2 separate regions of the Mus musculus genome follow, and region 1 is linked to region 2. A link is a contact called in public Hi-C data. All regions are on one chromosome and are shown on one strand. The core of a region is the stretch at or near the end of the contact, and the rest is flanking DNA. Distances in the headings are between cores, read along the strand shown.

What was found. Hi-C and Micro-C count contacts between places; a contact is called where the count stands out from the background.
Region 1: a Hi-C map of cerebral cortex shows a contact between it and region 2, with 7 times the contacts expected there. The contact joins two enhancer-like sites. A contact is called at or near these places in 5 of 484 Hi-C or Micro-C datasets (the N1E-115 cell line, adipose-derived mesenchymal stem cells, cerebral cortex and 2 more), 1 of 115 datasets of contacts at active chromatin or transcription factors (embryonic fibroblasts) and 2 of 9 other capture datasets (adipose tissue and embryonic stem cells).

The regions. Positions count from the first base shown.
Region 1 is chr7:96,836,857-96,841,561 of GRCm38.p6, reverse strand. It overlaps Tenm4 (teneurin transmembrane protein 4), which reads right to left. Exons shown (of 33, transcript NM_001310762.1): 20 at 4,167-4,286. Among named protein-coding and RNA genes, the nearest start is that of Gm15413, 38 kb to the right of the region's middle. Within about 2 kb of position 2,596, at least 14 of the 459 cell types and tissues checked have an H3K27ac peak or open chromatin away from gene starts, as enhancers often do. A contact at or near this core is called in cerebral cortex, where this site is marked.
Region 2 is chr7:96,520,131-96,524,986 of GRCm38.p6, reverse strand. All of the region lies in intron 4 of Tenm4 (teneurin transmembrane protein 4), which reads right to left. Among named protein-coding and RNA genes, the nearest start is that of Gm15412, 180 kb to the right of the region's middle. Within about 2 kb of position 1,741, at least 37 of the 459 cell types and tissues checked have an H3K27ac peak or open chromatin away from gene starts, as enhancers often do. A contact at or near this core is called in cerebral cortex, where this site is marked.

The DNA.
Region 1 (4,705 bases), core at 1,347-3,846, 320 kb before region 2:
CTTACTCCCAGATAGGACTCCCCCAGAAACATACTAGCAGTTGTTGGGAATCTAGCACCTCAGTCCCTACCACATGCAGATAAACCTTACCTGGCATTGCCTTTATAAACCATGATGTGAGCCTTTCAGTTTTGAAAGTCAAGGAATGTGAGTTCCCATTTGCATACCTTAATGTTTCTGCCAGTTGCCAGCCCTCTAGGGAGGCCAGCCTCTGTTCTATAGCCACATGATCAGAGGCTAGGAGAGCTCAGGTTATGGGTACAGGGGCTGGAAATCAAGGTGTGGCACATATCCTGCAGGATAGGTCTGCTTAGCCAAGACCAGTGTTTGGCTGTCACTTCAAGCCCTGTGTTTGGTGTACGGGAATCCAGCCTAGAGTTTGCTTTTTTTTTTTTTTTCTAAAAAGAAAATCTGAAGCCATGTAGTAGCTGAGCCCCCAGAAATGAACTTAGTGGTCATGTTCCCATGTCTCTCCCAATGTGAAGGGCTGGTCCCTGCTACCGAACTACCAGCAAGGGGCTGTTCATTTCACACTTGCACAGATCGAGTCCCCAAGAGCTTGCTGTAGCCACAGGAGGGCAGGTCCATCTTTGAGTAATTCTGGCCATTAAGACTTTAGTTTTTGGAACACATCTGGGCTTCTCTCCTTCTTGTTCTTGTATTGAGCTTTTTTTTTTTATCTGCTATGGTGACCGGAGACCGGTAGCTTTGTCTGCCAGCTCTCTTCCACTGTAATACCTCCTTGGACAAAGTCTTCTTAGGTGGTACATTTAGCTTTGTGGGTTTATTTTTTGAGACAGAGCCTCTCTGTGTAGACCAGGCTACTCTTCAACTAATAATTCTTCTGCTCCAGCCTCGAAAGATATGAGATTTTTGGTGTGTGCTATCATGCCCAGCTAGGTAGGGCATGCTTGCTGAGCCTGCCACGACAAAGCCTTGCTCAAGCAGGATTCTTGTTTCCTCTTAGGGGTCTGTTGTGTCACAGAGACTCCTGACAGATTATGCTGCAGTGCACTATAATTGTTACAGTGCCTAGGACACCCATTTTCTTGACTTTCTAGGGACACTTAGCTTACAGAATGAATACATGAGACACTACCATTTCTTCTTAAATGGCTGCTAAATTCGCAAGTCCCTTCTTGCCTTAGCTACCGACTCAGATCAACCCAGTGATTATCTCTGTCGCTGGTTTGTGAGACCCCTCAACACAGGATCTCACGTTTACCTTGACACACACAACTTTGGTTAGCGTTGGCTGCCCAGTTCACTCTTCCCTTCCTTAGAGGTTGCAAGGATCTTGTATTCAACCATCCTGTCCCAGAGGCAAATTCTGCTCATGGTAGATGACCCTGATTATGGTTTCTCAAACCCCAAAGACAGACTCTTCTTTCTGCGGGAGTTTTCCACATACTTAACTGCACATTGCCCTTTTTATGTTAATGTTTAGAAGTTAGATGGCACCATCCTTCAGAAAGGGATGATGGAGAAACACCAAGGGTGGGCATTTATTGTAGTCTAAGAGTTCAGGGTATGTTCTCTAAGAGAACACCCACCGTCTAGAGGAAACACTTACGGGGTGGTATTCCTGTCACATAACGAATGAGTGTCTGTATTAATTTGGTTTTTTAACAGCCAAACACAAGTTTGGCTGGACTCAAAAGCTTGGTTCAAGAGAGGCAGCCTATAGGGAGGGAGAGATGACAAACAAGAAAAGACGTTTCTTCAAGGCTATGAGCAGGCCAGAGCAGCTGGCCATGCCAGGGGCTGAGTGCAACAGGCCAAGGCCAGGCCTACTCATCTCGTTGGGAAACCCTAATGTAGATGTGAACATGGACTTGACCCCAGAGGGAAGGCCTGGTTCTCAAATGGAGCCTATCTCTTGTTGGTCAAACACCACTCTCACATTACAGGTGAGTTATACCACCTTTCCAAGCTTCAGTTTCTCCGTCTATAAAATTAGGCTGAGCATCATAACCATTTGGCAAGGTTACTAATTAGTTGGAGTGATGGATGGGCAAGCCCAGGATGCCACTTGTTCCCTGGGCATCTCGCTCAGCACGACCCCACACTTCAAGTCAGTGAGCCTGAACCGCTTCTCTTGTCTCTAGGTCTCTTGGTTTTTCTTCATGACTTGCATTTTCCATCTTTTTGAGTATTTTCTTTGTTACTGCTTTCTGTGTATGAGTTACTGTTAACATTTGACATCAAGTGGTGTGTGTGTGTGTGAAGTTGTGGGTAGGGAACTGGTGAGAGTGTCCTGGTGCTGCCTAGAAACCGCAGATTGTACTGGTGAGTCAGATGTAGCCTAGGCCTCCAGCACACATGCACTCATTCTCACCTGCTGACTATCTTTAGCCTTGTGGCCTCTCCTATAAACCAGGCTTAAGCGAAACTGAGCCAAGGAAGGAGGAGTGGAGTGGGCCAGATGCTCCCTGTTCATGTACAACAGAGGGAGTTTCACACACTATGGGAACAAGTGATAACGTTCCCATACATTATGTCTGTGTTGGAAAGAACATTTTAGGCCCATGGTGCATGGGCGAGGACTTATTTGAAATGCAAGCTCTAAGCAGCACCTTTTCTATGTCACAGTGTGGGAGGCTGATGCAGGAAGCCTCCCTCCTGGTGCTCAGTGCCCTCAAGAAACAGTAGATAGGGCCAGCATAGCACAAATGGGGAAATCGTAGCCCAGAGATGTCAAAGAATAGGTGATTCCTAAGGTCACAACATGTAGGATTACTGTGGTGTAGTTCATGGTCCTAGTCTGAGCAAGCCCAGAGGGGCCTACTGACTGATGGTTTGCTCTTTTATGTGGAAAGTTTTGTGGCAAAAAGAACAATCTCCAAAAGCTCCTGTTTGGATGACTGTTCCCCTGTGGGCGATAACGTACTAAGAATACCCATGGCCTAGGGTTCCCACGGCTGCCATTTCTGTACAATCCATACCCGAAGACAGACACAATCAAGAAAGGAAGCTCCTTCATGCATGGGTGGGTGTTTGCTAAGGGGCCTCTGGCAGAAACCGTTCAGGGCAGGGAACAGTGGCCTGGCCTGGCCAGTCTACTCCCTGGAGACTGGCACAGACCCCTTTTAGCTGTGCCCTTCCCAGGGCCGTGGAGGAGGGGAGACTCCGTACACCAAGCTTGCCAAGCTGTCTAAGAGGCACACATGTCTCCAAACAGATGAGTCCTGCTTCATTATCACCTCGGCTGGGACATGCTCACATCTGATATTGGATTAAAGAGGTGCTAAAATCAATCAGGCTGGAGCATAATTTCTAACACTGAGTGAGGAATCAACCTTATGGGCCCACGCTCAGCCAGATGGACTGACATCACCTGATTTCATTAAAAATAGAGGACGTCTCACCACCGACAGCCTAAATATTCCTCTTGCCTTCTTTTGCTCTGAAATATTTGTGTTACTCTGTCCTCGTTATTCAACAACTTGTAATAATTAGTATTTTTTTATACCCACTATTTATTTACTTACTGCGTGTCACACTAGGAAGTGAATTCTTGTGTGGCAGGAAACAATGGTTTATTAGACAGGAACTATAGCTAGGTGCTTCCTTAGCCACTGTACTGTCCTATCCATTCCTAGTGTATGAGGTAGATGGTATTAGAATCATGCTTCAGATGAAGAGGCAATATTTGTCCAAGCATACTTTAGTCACACGGTGGGGGTAGGTCTAGGGCCATTCCTTAAAGGAAACCTTAGCTTTACTACATGCTGTTGATGGTTCTCAGGGAAAGTAAAAGGATAGAATTCTGCTATCGCCTAAATGGCTTCTATGGGAGCCACTTCTAAGCAACTGAAAGGTAGAAACCGAATGGTTAGATTCCAAGGAGCCATCTTATCCATTATAAAGTAGATTCACGAGAGTATTTCCACGAGTCACTGGGCAGCATAATATGGATAAGGAACCCTCTGTTTATGTGAAATCCTCATGAGAAGAAGGTGTCACATCTACAGTCAAAGGGACAGAGGCCGGAGGCAGGTGCAGGTCAGGAGACAGTAGGTGGCTGAGCGGGGTGTTAAAATATAGGCTGTCTGGGTCCAGGTCTGACCCTCTGTCCACATAATCGATCCAGGGCAGCTATGCTGCAAGACTACAGCTCCTAACTCTCAGGCCTAATTCTCCCTGGCCCACAAAGGGTCTCCTACCTGCCATCTTGCCTGCTGATTGTGTATCCAAAGAGAGGGTTATTGATGAAACTGATGTTCACGCCAACCAATGGGGTCCCATCTGACGTCATCACTTGTCCACGGATGACACAAGCATGCCTGTGGGAAGAGAAGAGAGAAGACCATGAGATACTTTTCACAGTCTGCAGGGAAGCCCCAGAAGTCATAGCCAGAAGACTGGTCATCTAGACATGACTAACATCCAGGAGCCCCACGTGTTCACTTCATACAAACAATAATCTCTTTTTTAAAAAAAAAATCACGTCTCGAGGTATCAATGTGTCCTTGAGAGAATCACTCTGGGGGAACGTTTTCAAGTTTTTCACTAGGGCTGTCATCTACTGTGAGGGGAGAAGGCTGACTCCAGGGAACAACAGGGTATAGTCAAGCATGCGACAACAGAGTCAGGTGGCCTGGGTTCAAATCCCAGTTCTGCTACTTGCTAGAGCTCTGAGCTTGTGCAGGTATGTGACAGTTCTTTGCACCTCTTTTTTTGCTGTTATTGGTTTTGTTTTCTT
Region 2 (4,856 bases), core at 492-2,991:
AAGCACACTGACTCATCTGGTCCTGAAATACTTAGAAAATAAAATGGATTCTGTTGCCAGGGCCAACACCAGGCCTGCAGCCTGCAGCCTGCAGCCTGCAAGAGAGTTGGGAACGTGCTTGCCTCTAGCAGCCTGTTTCTTCCTGCAGTGAGGGATCAGACTTCCCGGGTTTAACAAAGCCCTAACTCTCTGTTTCCTGCAACTGTGGTACCACTTGCCATTTCCAGACACCTGCCCAGCACGTACCAGGCCAGCCTGTTATCGTCGTTTCTTTTGGTAGCCTGGAAAAGTAAATATTGTCATCCAATTTGAAGGAGATCAGAGGGATCTATGACTCACAGCTAATGCAGAGCAGCCCTAGAGCTCAACCCAGCTACATTGTCTCCTAACTCTGTTATGCTTTCCCTGCAGCACGGTGGCCTCAAAGAATGGGCTAGCCTGGGTTAACCCATGGCTGGGCCATGTGATTGTCACCTCTCTGTTGTTCTGTCCGGGGGGGGGGTCTCACATCCAGGAAATAAGAAACATTCAGTAAGGTTGCAAGGGTGGACACTAAAGCCTGAACCTGGATGTAGACGTCACCATTGCTACTTGCCAGCTGTGTGACTCTCTATAAAGAACCTCTCCAGCTCTGTTTCCGGTTCTGCCTAGCTACCTAACCCAGGTAACTGACTATTCCCCTGAAGCATCTGGCACCACACTGGTCGAAGGTAAGCAACTGATAAATGTTCAAGATCACGATGGCCGTGCTTCCATTGGAACCAGTAAGGAAACAGACAGGGTGAAGAACACTCTGTTGGCCCTGCAGAGAGATGAGGGAGGTTGCTGCGAGGACAAAATTTTGGGGTGATAGTTTCAGTTCCACTGTTACAGAGGTCTCAGGTCCACTGTTACAGAGAAGCCCAGAAGGAGTTTGTCAGCACAAACAGTCACTCTGTAAGTGACCAATGGTCTTCTTTATGTCCACATAAACCTGGCAAGCATCAGTTCCCCGTTCCCTCAGCCTTACCCATAGTCAGCTCTTGCAGATAGCAAGCAGCTGTCTGGGAAGCCAATTCTTGGGATCTGTCCCCGACTCAGAGAGGCTGGGATGCCAGAAGACCAGACCTAGCCAAACATATGGACCTGCAACCTAGTAAAGTCCACAGCTGGGCCACTGGCTGGCTTTTCTTCTGTTCCTTGGAATATTCTGGCAACTCTAAAATAGTTTCAGCAACTTATAGACATTTTCCCAGGATATTCTGGTCTCTAAGGGAACAATCTGCTCTTTTCTCACACTTTTAAATCCCTTTTCTTGGAAGACCAGTTCTTGTGCGAGTACACACACACACACACACACACACACACACACACACTCTTAATTTGGCCCTGGATATGATTAGTAAGATTTCAGTGTATAGACTTTGGGACTGGCTAAGCTTACTGAGTGAATTTTATTTGCAAGTTCTTAATAGTAAAGTTCTAATTATTATTTTTTTAAAAAATTTCAATAATGTATTACATAATAGCAATTACTATACTATTCATTAAATTCATGTTAACTAAAGAAGTAGCTTTCATCTTTATCATCACACCAAGTCCTCCCAGCAACCCCCAAGAGAGGACTCTGTTATCTCCATCCAGTTTACAGATAGGGAAACAGAGGCAAGCTGACTTGCCAGAGGCAGATACTAGTTCTGCACTGCTGGCACGGAGGACAGGGTGAAGACATGGTGCCCAGGGGCCCATTTTCTTTCTTCTGGGCCAAAGAGCTTACCAGGCAGAGCTGCTCCCTCCTCTGTTGTAAGGCCACAGAGGGACTCTATCAGTTCTTAAAGTCTCTGCTTCTCAAAGCCCAGACAACCCAAAATTCCTTGCACTTTATACCGTGGCTTCCTCTCTGGCTTTCCAAAGCATTCCTAGCCAGCTGTGCTTCCTCTCTGTGGTCTGAACAGATAATTAAAGCCCAGATTCCTTCTTCCAGAACATATATTTGGAAAATAAAAATTTTCCTCATTTTTTTTAATCTCACAAACAAACAAACAAACAACAATGAAGAAAACCAGGTCCCTCAACCCTTCAAAATAGAACAAAGGAATCCTAAAAACCATTTACAAGCAGCATCTTACACTAGAAGTCAGGGGAGATCAAACAATAAACTGTCAATACAGTACCAAACAGTGACCATTAGAGTTACCTGGACATCAGTGGCTAGCCACTAACTTCCCACGGTGGTCATAGTCACACATACTTTTTAGAACTCCAACGTGAAACTAGGCAAGAAGCCTTAAAAAATGAACACCACTTGACTTGGAATTGGGAGTCTACAGAGCACAAGACAATAACACCAAAGCATACAGATAACTATAAACTGTGACAATGGGCCAGGCTCTCCTACTTAGGCAGCATAAGAAGTTGTTGAGAAGGGAAATGCCCTCCCCACAACTGGTGAAGGCTGAAAGGGAGGACTCAGCAATCGCAGGTACACACGTCGTTCTCAACTCACATGATCCTCTGTCCTCAGGGCTGTCTGCTGTTTTGCAGTGGCCTGCCCAAGTAGCATTATCTGCTGCCTTCCACAGCATCATCCTGGGTCTCCTGTGTTGCCTCCATCCCATCTCCTGGCCAGTGATAGTCATCTTTCATGGATGCCATGTGATCATATCACTCCCAATGCAGGCTTATTTCTCCGGCTTCCCCCCTCCTCCTAGCAGATCGCCAAGCTCTGCCCCCAGGACCCTCCTGTCTCCTCCCTTCCAGATGCTCATTAAGCCCTAGAAATGTGCTCCCAGTCAGGCACCTGCTTGTGTGCAGACTTTACTCAGCATGAGTCAGAGAACTTGCCTTCCAAAGCAGGCCCTTAACTGGAGATGGCTCCTCCCAAGCATTTGCCTAAGGAAGACTCATCGTGAAGAAGAGCTGGCGGCAGGCCACCAGAATAGGCTCCCACCCTCCAGGAACAGGGGCACACCCGATCCCACAAAGACGAGGAGCAGAAGGAGCACTCGACTAGCAGATGCACATGTTAGTTTGCATTTGGTCCCCTCTCTCCTAGACACATTCTCTTGTTACGGTAGGCATGTGATGTGCCTTGTCGAGGCTCAGGGGCTTCCAGGTGCAAACCAGACCAACATGCCTGGCCCCAGAGTCATAAACAACAGCAACTTTATCACCATTCCGGGACATCATCGCTCTGAAATCGATGTAGCATAGCAACTAGAAAAACCAGAATTTTCACCCCAGCACCCAAACCTATGGTAATGAATGAGCACGAAGGTCGGCTTTACTCATCCTTCAGGTAAGAACATAGAGAGCCCCTTCAGCTCCTTGCTAACTGACCTCAAACAAGATGTCACATGTAGAAATGACCTTGTAAATGGTTCAACAGGGACAAATGTAACCATTTATTCTGCCATGCCCAAACCTGCTTCCTCAAAGCTAGTAGGTACCCCAGACATCACAGAGACATCTTGCCATCAGGTCCCCTTGAGCCTTCCCTCCCTCTGTTTGTGTGACCCCATTGCCCAGCCATTTCCAAAGCCATTGGTTTGCTTCAGGTATCGCCAGGGCTGTCCCTTGGGTGGGGCTCAACTTAAGAGAGGGCTCCTGGATTTTCCTTCGTGGGAATCATGCCTAGTCTGTTTCTTCTGTCCTTTGCAAGGCCTCCCTACGGACTTCTGTGTGCGTTCCACTCTTCACATCATTCTCCCTGCCTTGCCGTAGTCCAGGGTCTGAACTGAAGGTCTATGGGTGTTGAGGACAGAAACGTAGCAGTGTCTTTCTTGCCTTTGTCATGTCTTCTCTTGGGAAGGATGACGTCATCATTTATTTTAGTTTTGTGTGTGTGTGCGTGTATGTGTGCACTCACCATGCATGCATATTTCTAGATACAGGAGAGGGTATTTGAGGAGCCAGAGAGGGTATCAGAGCCCCCTGGAGCTGCAGTTATAGGCAATTGCGAGCTGCCCCACATAGGTGTTGAGAATCAAAGTCAGGTGCTTTGGGAGACCAGTGTGTGCTCTTAACAGCTGAGCCACCTCCCCAGCTCCCAAAGGCCTGGAATTACCATCAGCTACTACACGCAGTCTGTCTTTGTATAACTTTGACCTTGAATTTCCCCCTACTTTTTCTTTAACTTTCAGCAACTTTCAGGCATTGCTTAGGGAAGATCTGGACTCCAGCTCTTTTTATAATTTAATATATTTTTTGAGAATTTTATAGATGAGAGCCTCTACTTCTCCAATTCTTCTTGTGTACTCAGATCCATCTCAAATTCACAAACTCCTTTTTAAAAAATTATTATATAATGTAAACCAATGTCTATTATATTATACATACATCCTTCTGAGCCCATTTAGAGTCACTGCTATGTGCATGTTTAAAGCTGACCACTTGGGTTTGGATCGCCTACCAGGGGGCTGGCCTAGTCTATGGGAAATACTAATTCTCCTCGTCTCAGTAGCTATTAGTTACCTATAGCTCTTCTTCCAGGCCTTGTGAGATTTCCCCTATTCACACTGGCATGTAAACTGGTGTCGTTGTGCAGATCTTATTTAAGCAACCACATTTTTGGGATTTCATGGGCTCAGCTGCTCTGCCATTATCAGATGTCCTGGCCTTTCAGTTTTTAGTGATTTTTCTTTCTCTACTTTTGCGATGTTTCTTGAGAATTAGGTTTGGGGTTGTACTGTAAATGCATAAAGTGGGGCTGGGTACCCCACAGTTAGTTTTTCTTTTTGACCAGTTTGGAATTTCTGTAATGTTTTCGGCAAAAAGAAGCTTCTATGACAAGGGCTGAGAGCTATACTTATCTGTGGGTATAAGCATTTAGAATATAGTTTAGAAGCTATACTGTCTGTACTGTTTTCCTCTCGGGT